Regions from separate parts of the Zea mays genome. Here region 2 is linked to region 1. A link is a contact called in public Hi-C data. All regions are on one chromosome and are shown on one strand. The core of a region is the stretch at or near the end of the contact, and the rest is flanking DNA. Distances in the headings are between cores, read along the strand shown. Region 1 holds the start of LOC542279 (oxygen-evolving enhancer protein 3-1, chloroplast). Region 2 holds the start of LOC100273768.

What was found. Hi-C and Micro-C count contacts between places; a contact is called where the count stands out from the background.
Region 2: a Hi-C map of leaf shows a contact between it and region 1, with 6 times the contacts expected there. The contact joins the promoter of LOC100273768 here to the promoter of LOC542279 in region 1. A contact is called at or near these places in 3 of 25 Hi-C or Micro-C datasets (ear, endosperm and leaf).

Annotation. Positions count from the first base shown.
Region 1 is chr7:164,379,080-164,383,449 of Zm-B73-REFERENCE-NAM-5.0, forward strand. It overlaps LOC542279 (oxygen-evolving enhancer protein 3-1, chloroplast), which reads left to right and starts at 1,466. Exons shown (of 3, transcript NM_001324194.1): 1 at 1,466-1,828; 2 at 2,040-2,335; 3 at 2,429-2,620. The coding sequence starts at 1,570. The coding sequence ends at 2,527. LOC100283328 (60S ribosomal protein L24) reads right to left here. Exons shown (of 2, transcript NM_001156229.2): 2 at 2,882-3,575. The coding sequence ends at 3,143.
Region 2 is chr7:164,592,473-164,596,920 of Zm-B73-REFERENCE-NAM-5.0, forward strand. LOC100273768 reads left to right here and starts at 3,121. Exons shown (of 6, transcript NM_001351637.1): 1 at 3,121-3,348; 2 at 3,450-4,146; 3 at 4,360-4,448. The coding sequence starts at 3,254.

The DNA of each region.
Region 1 (4,370 bases), core at 216-2,715:
TCTTCATCTGCCACCTTTCTCCAACACCAAAACTGACACCCTTCCCAATCATTCACTCGAAAGGTGTTGCCCTTATTGTGATCATTCCACCCCTATTGGGGGCAAGGCCACACCCTAGAGGGTTCATTGATAACCAATATCATATAAGTAGTAGTTGTGGTTGTAGGTACGTCACGTTTTGTGAGCCCTAGCTCGGGGACCTTCATCACGAAGACGATGATATATAATCGGTTTCAGTAGTACCAAATTCTGAACTGGCGATGACGAACATAACATCACCAACAGATTGAACATTGATCCTATAATGATGAAATTTACCATAATTGGTTTTAAATTAATGGTGATAATTGAGGCAATCACCAGCGACGATGATATATAGCAGTGAAGGTGGCTTAAAAGACAGACTCGTTCGACTGGCAAAAAGCCGTTTGGGCGCCTACCACTGTTTGGGCTGCTAGCGTGAGACAGATCTACATTTTTTTTTTCATTTGCTAAAGTGCTCGCAAAAAGCCAGCGGAACGAGTTCAACGATGATAACTTTTTGTAATAGTGATACTATGTCTTTAGGTTACTGCATCACCACTTAAAAGGAGAAGCTTTGACAGATACAAGTAGGTGATGTGCGAAGACACAACTCAAAAGAGGCACTTTCCAAATATCTAAAGAGATGATATGAACTTTCACAAAAGAGAAGATTGAACTATGTATTTTATTTTTATTTTTTTGCTTGCCCACTTAGGATCTTGATGATTCATTAGCCGATACTAGGTGCCCTTTCATAGGCGCTAGGATATTGATTTACAAATTTTTACACTTAGATCTGCAATTAGTTGTTAAAATAATATTATTTGAAAAAGGTATTTAGGGCTAGTTTGATAATCTCATTTTTTCAAGAGATTTCTATTTTTGTAAGGGATATTAGTTCATTTTTCTTTAGAAAATGAGAATCCCGTGTAAAAATAGAGTTGCCAAAATCCTTTGGGAAAATAGAGTTACGAGGATTAGTTTGGGAACCCTATTTTACCGAGTGATTCCTATTTTCTTAAGGAAAAATGAATTAATTTTCTTTGAAAAATGAAAATCCTTTAAGGGCTAATTTGAGAACCATATTTTTCCAAAGTATTCCTATTTCCCAAGAGAAAATAAACTAATTTATTTTGAAAAAAAATAAAAATATATTGGAAAAATGGGTTTCTAAACTAGCCCTAAGGTTACCAAACTAGTACTAGGTGGCAAAAATTCGGTCCAAATTAAATCTGGGAAGCATTCTGTGTGTTATTTGACAGCTGCTACCGACCAACCCAAGGGCATGCCGAGAGTGGTCACGAACAGTACTTGACACGTGTCAGCTCTCCATTGGCAGTGACGCAATCCTGAACGGAGGCCGCAAGTGGTTCACGCGGCCACATGGCGCTCACACACTGGCCATCAACTTATCCAGTCAGATAAGGTGGCGCCTCCAACTGCGAGCGACGTATATGTTTGCCACGCTGCCACTCGGGCAAGAGACTGCTCGACCGGACCGACGAGCGACGAAGCGCGCAGAAAGAGAAGAACCTCGGAGCTGAGATGGCACAAGCCATGGCGTCGATGACCGGCCTCTCGCAGGGCGTCCTGCCCAGCAGGCGCGCCGACAGCAGAACCAGGACGGCCGTCGTCATCGTCAGGGCGTCCGCGGAGGGCGACGCCGTTGCGCAGGCGGGCCGCCGCGCCGTGATCGGGCTGGTGGCCACTGGCATCGTCGGCGGCGCCTTGTCGCAGGCGGCGCGCGCCGAGACCGTCAAGACCATCAAGATTGGAGCCCCGCCGCCGCCCTCCGGTGGACTCCGTGAGTGCCTGCCCGCCCGCGCGCGCCTCATATATACGTCTCTTGAATCTTGATCACGAGTTCAGAATCGTTTGGAGCTGATTTGTAAGGGTTTAGTTTAGATTAAAAACATCGGCAAAGGATAGGTACAGATATACGAGCTCAGATCGAAAACCTCATATGTTTGCAGCTTTGCACAAAAAAAAAACATCTGACATTTGCTATGGCACAGCCGGGACTCTCAACTCTGACCAGGCGAGGGACTTCGACCTCCCCTTGAAGGAGCGGTTCTACCTGCAGCCGCTGCCGCCGGCGGAGGCGGCGGCGAGGGTGAAGACGTCGGCGCAGGACATCATCAACCTCAAGCCGCTCATCGACAAGAAGGCGTGGCCGTACGTCCAGAACGACCTCCGCCTCCGGGCCTCCTACCTGCGCTACGACCTCAAGACCGTCATCGCTTCCAAGCCCAAGGAGGAGAAGAAGAGCCTCAAGGAGCTCACCGGCAAGCTCTTCAGCACCATCGACGATGTAAGTTAACCAACCCCATTGAGATCTGGGAACAGTGCAATTTTCTTTCTCCTCCAGTTTCTGACAAGAACTGTGTGTCTCTCGTTTTGGCAGCTTGACCATGCCGCGAAGATCAAGAGCACCCCAGAGGCCGAGAAATACTTCGCAGCAACCAAAGATGCTCTTGGCGATGTTCTCGCCAAGCTAGGCTAGACGCAAGGGCTAATAATGGCCATGTAATTTCGGACTTGTGTTTGTTCATATGGACCCGGCAAGGCAATGTACCATTTTCTGTTGATATTGTATCAGGAAGCACTTAACTACAATGCTATCTTGAGTCCTTGACAAGTACCGTTGCGAGCTTATGCAAACATCAGAAAAAGGTACTAACAGACTTAATTCGTGATCCACTACATTAAAAAGGTGCAAAATTGAAAGTTCGGCATTTTAAATTGGTCATGAGATGAGTCGCAGATAACAGCAAGCGTGTCACATAGTAAGCTACCGATGAATTCATTTTGGCATTTTTGCTAATCTTTAAGCAACATAGGGATGAAACTGAAATGAGCTAGGAGTCATACCTCTAGCCAATTTAGCTCTGAGTCTCTGATAGATTCTACAATACAAACTGCCCCACAATTCAGGCTCTTGAATTTTCAAATTGTACAAAATTTCGACCTCGTGACAAGTGTTTACAATACGCTGGCTTAAGATAAACCGCCTGCTCCCTGAAAAGGGGTATAGTTATTGCACTAGAAACCTTCCCCAGTTTGTATCAAGCAGCAAGCCTCCCATTATTTGCCCAGGGACATCCAATGATTGCCAAGCTCAGAGTTTAGCAGCAGCAGCTGATACCTTTTCCTTTGTATGCGTGACTTCACCCGCTTGGTCATCACCAGCACTACTTGCTTCTAGCTGCCTTTGCTTTGCCAAAGCTCGTTTTGCTTCCCTACGAAAGTCCTTCTTGGCAGCACGAACCTCGTCAAAGCCCTCTTTAACCTTAGCCTCTTCCTCAGGAGGGAAGAAGCCTACTTCCATCTCACCCAAATCTGAATACATCTTTTCGATTTTTGCTTTCCACACTATCCCCATCTCAGTATCCATTTTATTGTAAGGTGTCTTCAGGAGGTATTCATCTATCCCACCAGCTTTGTCAATGCACCGAAGCGCATGTGTGGTAACCTTGACTCTAATGTGCCGGTCATGAATATAGCTGAAAAGACGCTTCTCCTGAACATTTGGCTTCCATGATCGCCTTGATCTAAATAAACAAAAGATAATCCAATAATATGATTACAAAAACAATATCCTTCTGACTGGCACGGTGGTACAAATAGATATTTCCATCACTACCAAGACATTCTTATGGAGTGTTTGGTTTGAGGAATGATATAGTCCATCATCTTCTCAGTCATCACTTTTTTGTTTGGTGTGTAGAATGGAGTGAGTTAATCCATCATCACCTCATTCCTCATAGTTAGTTGTTTAGTACTAATATGTGGAATGGAGTCATCCCACCAAATTTGAGGAATGGACCCATGATGCACCACTTCATTTTGGATGGAGTGATTCATCAAACCAAACACCTCATTAGTGAATGTTGTGTCATGGAATTTAACTAAAAGGAATCATTTTAATGTCAGACTGCAGGAGGTCACATTCCGCCTAAGATTTAAGAACCTGCCACTTTAAATATATAAGGCAACAATGCAGGTCTTTGCATTATCTCTATTGAGAAACCGAAGTGTAAAGCCAGTGTAATCCACAGATATATCTAGTTGAGAATGGACCCACAGACCAAATCTATAGAGCTTTTTGGATCCATAGTATTCCCAACACTGGGCTTTGTAAATATATTATCGCGAACGTTGCAATTGGATCTATAGTATTATAACAGACATTTCTTTGTAATTTTGCTATTGTAGCTACTATTAACCGTTTTCGACTGCCATCAACCCAAATCGTGTGCCTATGCTGTTGTTCAAGAACCTGTCAAGGACTTCGTTCAAGAACACCACCAGGGGTAGTCGCTGAGCTCGGAGCCTCGGACACGAGG
Region 2 (4,448 bases), core at 1,871-4,370, 220 kb after region 1:
TGCCACGGCTCTCAAACACATGGAGGCAAAGACTGTTGAAAGTCTAATTTCTATTCTTGATGTTTAGGAGAAGGCGAGATCTAAGGATATGCCTCGTTCTGGTCCAACGGATAGTGGCACCTCTAATGCCAACGTGGTTGAAGGAAAATCTGATGAGAAAAACAAAAACAAGACGAACTGGAAACTAAAGGCCAATCAAAACACTGATTTGAAGAAAAAAATATTGCAGGAATATGGTCATATAGCCAGAAAATGTCGTAATATGAAGGGCAAGAAAGGTGATGGTCAGAAAACTGCAAATGTGGCTATTGCTGATGCTGGGAATTCTAGGTATGTCACTCAAATTCTCTTAGCATGTCAATCCATCGATTGATGGTTAGACACTGGAGTCAATGTACATGTTTGTTCTGATCTAAACTCATTTTATTCTTACCAGGCTATCGACAGTAGCGCCATCTTGATGGGCAATGGGTCAAGGGCTGCTGTATATGGAATATGAAGAGTCGATCTGAAGTTTACCTATGGAAAGAATCTCTCTTTGAAGAATGTGCACCACATTCCTGAATAAATAGGAACATTATTAGTGGTTATCTTTTATGTCGTGATGGCTTTAAGTTAGTGTTTGAATCGAACAAGTTTATTGTCTAGAAATTTGGTTTGTTTATTGGCAACAGTTATGACAGTGGTGGTTTGTTCCGCCTTTTAGTGGCTGATGATTGTAATAATGTGGCAAACTCAGTTTTATATTCTTAATTGAATGTAGGAGAGGTTGTTGTTTGACACTCTCGACTTTTTCATATTAATTTTGATCGCATTATCCAATTGTCTAGGCTTAATTTGATTCTGAAAAAAATCTAGGAAAAATTCCTGGTATGCCATCAGATTTTATACTCATTCCTTGTGTGCCACTGAGTGGCATATAAGTACATTTTTGTGTGTGTATGACATGTGGGGCCAGTGGCACACAAGGAACGAGTATATTTTCGGATGACATACAGGGAATTGGCCCAAAAATCTATTGTTAGGAGATCTAAGTGCCATGCTTGTGTGCAAGCTAAGCAACCACGTAAACCTTTTAAGAGCGTGGAAGATAAGAGTCTAGCCACTTTAGATCTCATTCACTCAGATTTGTGTGAAATGAATGGAATTTTGACGAGAGTAGCTAAAAAATATTTTATCACATTTATTCATGATGCTAGTAGATATTGCCAGGTCTATCTTGTTAAGACGAAAGATGAGACTTTTAATTGTTTTAAGATCTATAAGGTAGACTAGAAAGGGAAACTAAACGAGTTAGATCTAGTAGAGGAGAGGAGTATCTTTCTAATGAAATCGTAGAATACTGTGCGGAACATGGAATCATCATTGAGACAACAACTCCTTACTCGCCTCAATCAAATGGGGTGGCTGAACAAAAAAACGAACTTTGACAGACTTGGTTAATGCCATGTTGGATAGTTCTGACCGCATGCTTTGTTCTAAACCGAGTTCCATCAGCTAAGGGTGATAAAACACCCTATGAAAGATGGAAAGGTAGAAAGGCTGCTCTTGGATTTCTGCGTGCATGAGGCTGTTTTGCCAAAGTTAATGTGCCTGCATGCAAAAAACGAAAATTGGGACAAAAAACGTTGATCGTGTCTTTTTAGGATATGCACATAATAGTGCAACCTATAGATTTTTGGTGATTACATCTATTTTTTCCAGATGTGCATGTTAACACTGTTACTGAATCTCGTGATGCCTCCTTTTTCAAAGATATATTCCCTATGAAGGATAAAGTTACAACACGTAGTGAGGCATCTACTAGTTGTACTCCTGAACCTAATCCAATTTTTTTACCTCCTGCTTATTCTGAACAACACATTGAGGATAACAGTATGGTAGCTCCTCGTAGGAGCAAGAGACAAAGGACTGAAATATTCTTTAGTGTTGACTTTATTGTTTATCTTGTGGATGATACACCAATAACCTTTCCAGAGGCATATGCATCACCATACGCAGAGCGCTGGAAGGAGCCTACCGACAATGAAATGGAGTCCATTCCAACAAATGGGACTTGACAAATATGTGACTTGTCAGTTGGGTGTAAACCTGTGAGATAAATTTCAGTCCAAAATTGTTGAGTTTGTGATCCAAGTTCTGAAGAAGGCGGCCAAGTTGACGAGTGAAGAAACACTGTAGGATCTGGATTGGGTGATGACCATGCAGTAATAGCTCAACAACTTAAAGAGAAACGAAGTCCGAAGTCACATCCAAAGCAAAATGTTGTGGGAACCAAGTGGGTGTTCCGCAACAAACAAGATGAGTACGAGGTGGTGACAAGAAACAAGACAAGGCTTGTGGTAAAAGGTTATGCCCAAGGCGAAGTTTTGGATTTTGAGACTTTTGCTCCTATAGTTAGGCTGTAATCTATTCGCATATTATTAGCCTATGCTGCTCACCAATCCTTTAAACTCTACCAAATGGATCTGAACAGCGCTTTCCTCAACGAACCAATCAGGGAGGAGGTATATGTAGAGCAACCCCTGATTTCGAGGATGACATGTACCCCGATCATGTGTATAAATGCATTAGAGAATTACTTATTTCTAATGCTTTCAAGGTCGGGAAAACTGATCCTACTTTTTTTTGTAAAAACTTATAATAGGAAAAATGTTCGCAAGAAACACTGCAACTAATTTGTTATAGCCACAATAAATGCAGACTACATAGAGATCCCTGGTACATATGATATTTGCGCATACTAATCCTAGTATTTGATAAAATGTAAACGACATCTTTACTTAGGTAGTGTTTGGTTTGGTGTCAACGAGAGATGGGACGAGATCAACTCTGGGCTGACTCCGTCCCTTATTTTTTGAGGGATGACCTCATCCACCATTTTTTAAGAATATTCTTTGACCCTGACTCTAGATCTCCAAACCAAACACAGGTCAAGTTAAAATGATTCATCACATCCCTCTTCATCCTTTCTCGTCCCTCTATCCAAACACATTATAGACCTATTCAATTGTTGGGTCAAATCAAGTTTAGATTGTGGGTAATTTATTACGGCCCATATCCGACTCATGCCAATCGCAGGGTCGCACGGACGCACCAGGCACACAAACCCTTCCCCTCTTCCTCGGGTCCTTCAGAAGCAGGACGCGGGCGACACACATCGATCAGGCGCGCCGAAGCAGCAGCAGCAGCAGCAGCTGACGCGCATCTTCCGGCGCCGGCCAGCTCCTCGGCCACCCCGCCGGCCGCGGCCATGTCGAAGAAGAAGGCGGTCACGACGATGACGCTCAAGGACTTCCACGGTGGCTCCATCCCCTCCGAGCTCCCGCTCCCCTCCGCCCCCGGCGTGTAAGTTTCCCACCAAACCCTAGGCCCCTTAACCCGCCGCCGCTCCTCCATTCCATCCTCCTTCCTATGTGAACTGACCAGATTCGTCTCGTTTGCCCCAGCACCCCGCGCCCCGCGGACCGCACCGTCGCCTCCGCGTCCCCCGGCGCGGCCGCGGTCGCACGGCCACGAGTACCTGTCGCTTCGCCTACCGCCGCTGCGGCGGCGGCCGCGATGCCTTCCTTCCTCACCAACCCGTCCCGCATCGGCCGTCACTTCGACGAGGACGAGCGTACCCCTTTCGAGCCCGCCGCGCCACGCCGTCCGGCGCCGTCCCCGACATCGTACGCACCCGCTCCCGTGGTTGCGCCCACCAGATCCGGGTCCGGGAACGCGTGGGGCCCGAGAAAGGAGGCCTCTCCGGCGTCTTCCCCTGTGGGTCCTGCTCCCGCCTCCGCCGGCGGCCAGATCTGGTCCGCGACACGCATCGCCCAGGCCAGCGCAGTGGAGAAGGTCATCTCTGGGAGATGGCACACGTCGAAGCCCTCGTCTCCGCCGGCGCCAGTGACAGTGCCAGCTCCGGTGTTGATTACCGTGGCCCCGCCGGAGGTTGAGAGGCCTAGGTCTGTTGGGGTGAGAGAGCTGGACAGTGGGGTGGAGAGGGGCGCGGCACCCGTGAGACCCGCGTCGCATGAAGGAAGAGTTGGTGGGGAAGGGAGAGACGGGGATACCCCAGAGAGACCCAGGTTGAAGCTACTTCCTCGGTCCAAGCCAATTGAGGCTCCTGAACCATCTCCTACATATGTTGCAGAGAAGCAGGTTGTTACAATTTGTTCTTTCCATGCCTGTATTGATCAGATTGCAAATGTTTTTGTTACATCTATTATCAATAGCAACAACCAACAATACAGTATTTGGCTGCTAGATATACCTGTATGCAAATGTTAGATGCTTGTTGCATAAATTTTTTATTTTTTGTGTTTCTTTGGAAATATAATTGTTTTTTCATTGGTAATGTGGATGATTGTATAGGTGCACCAGGTCCAGGTAACTGCTAACCTCATGAAGGCTGAGGTTGATCATGATGTGCATCAGAATGCAATGACTGCTAAAACAGGAGT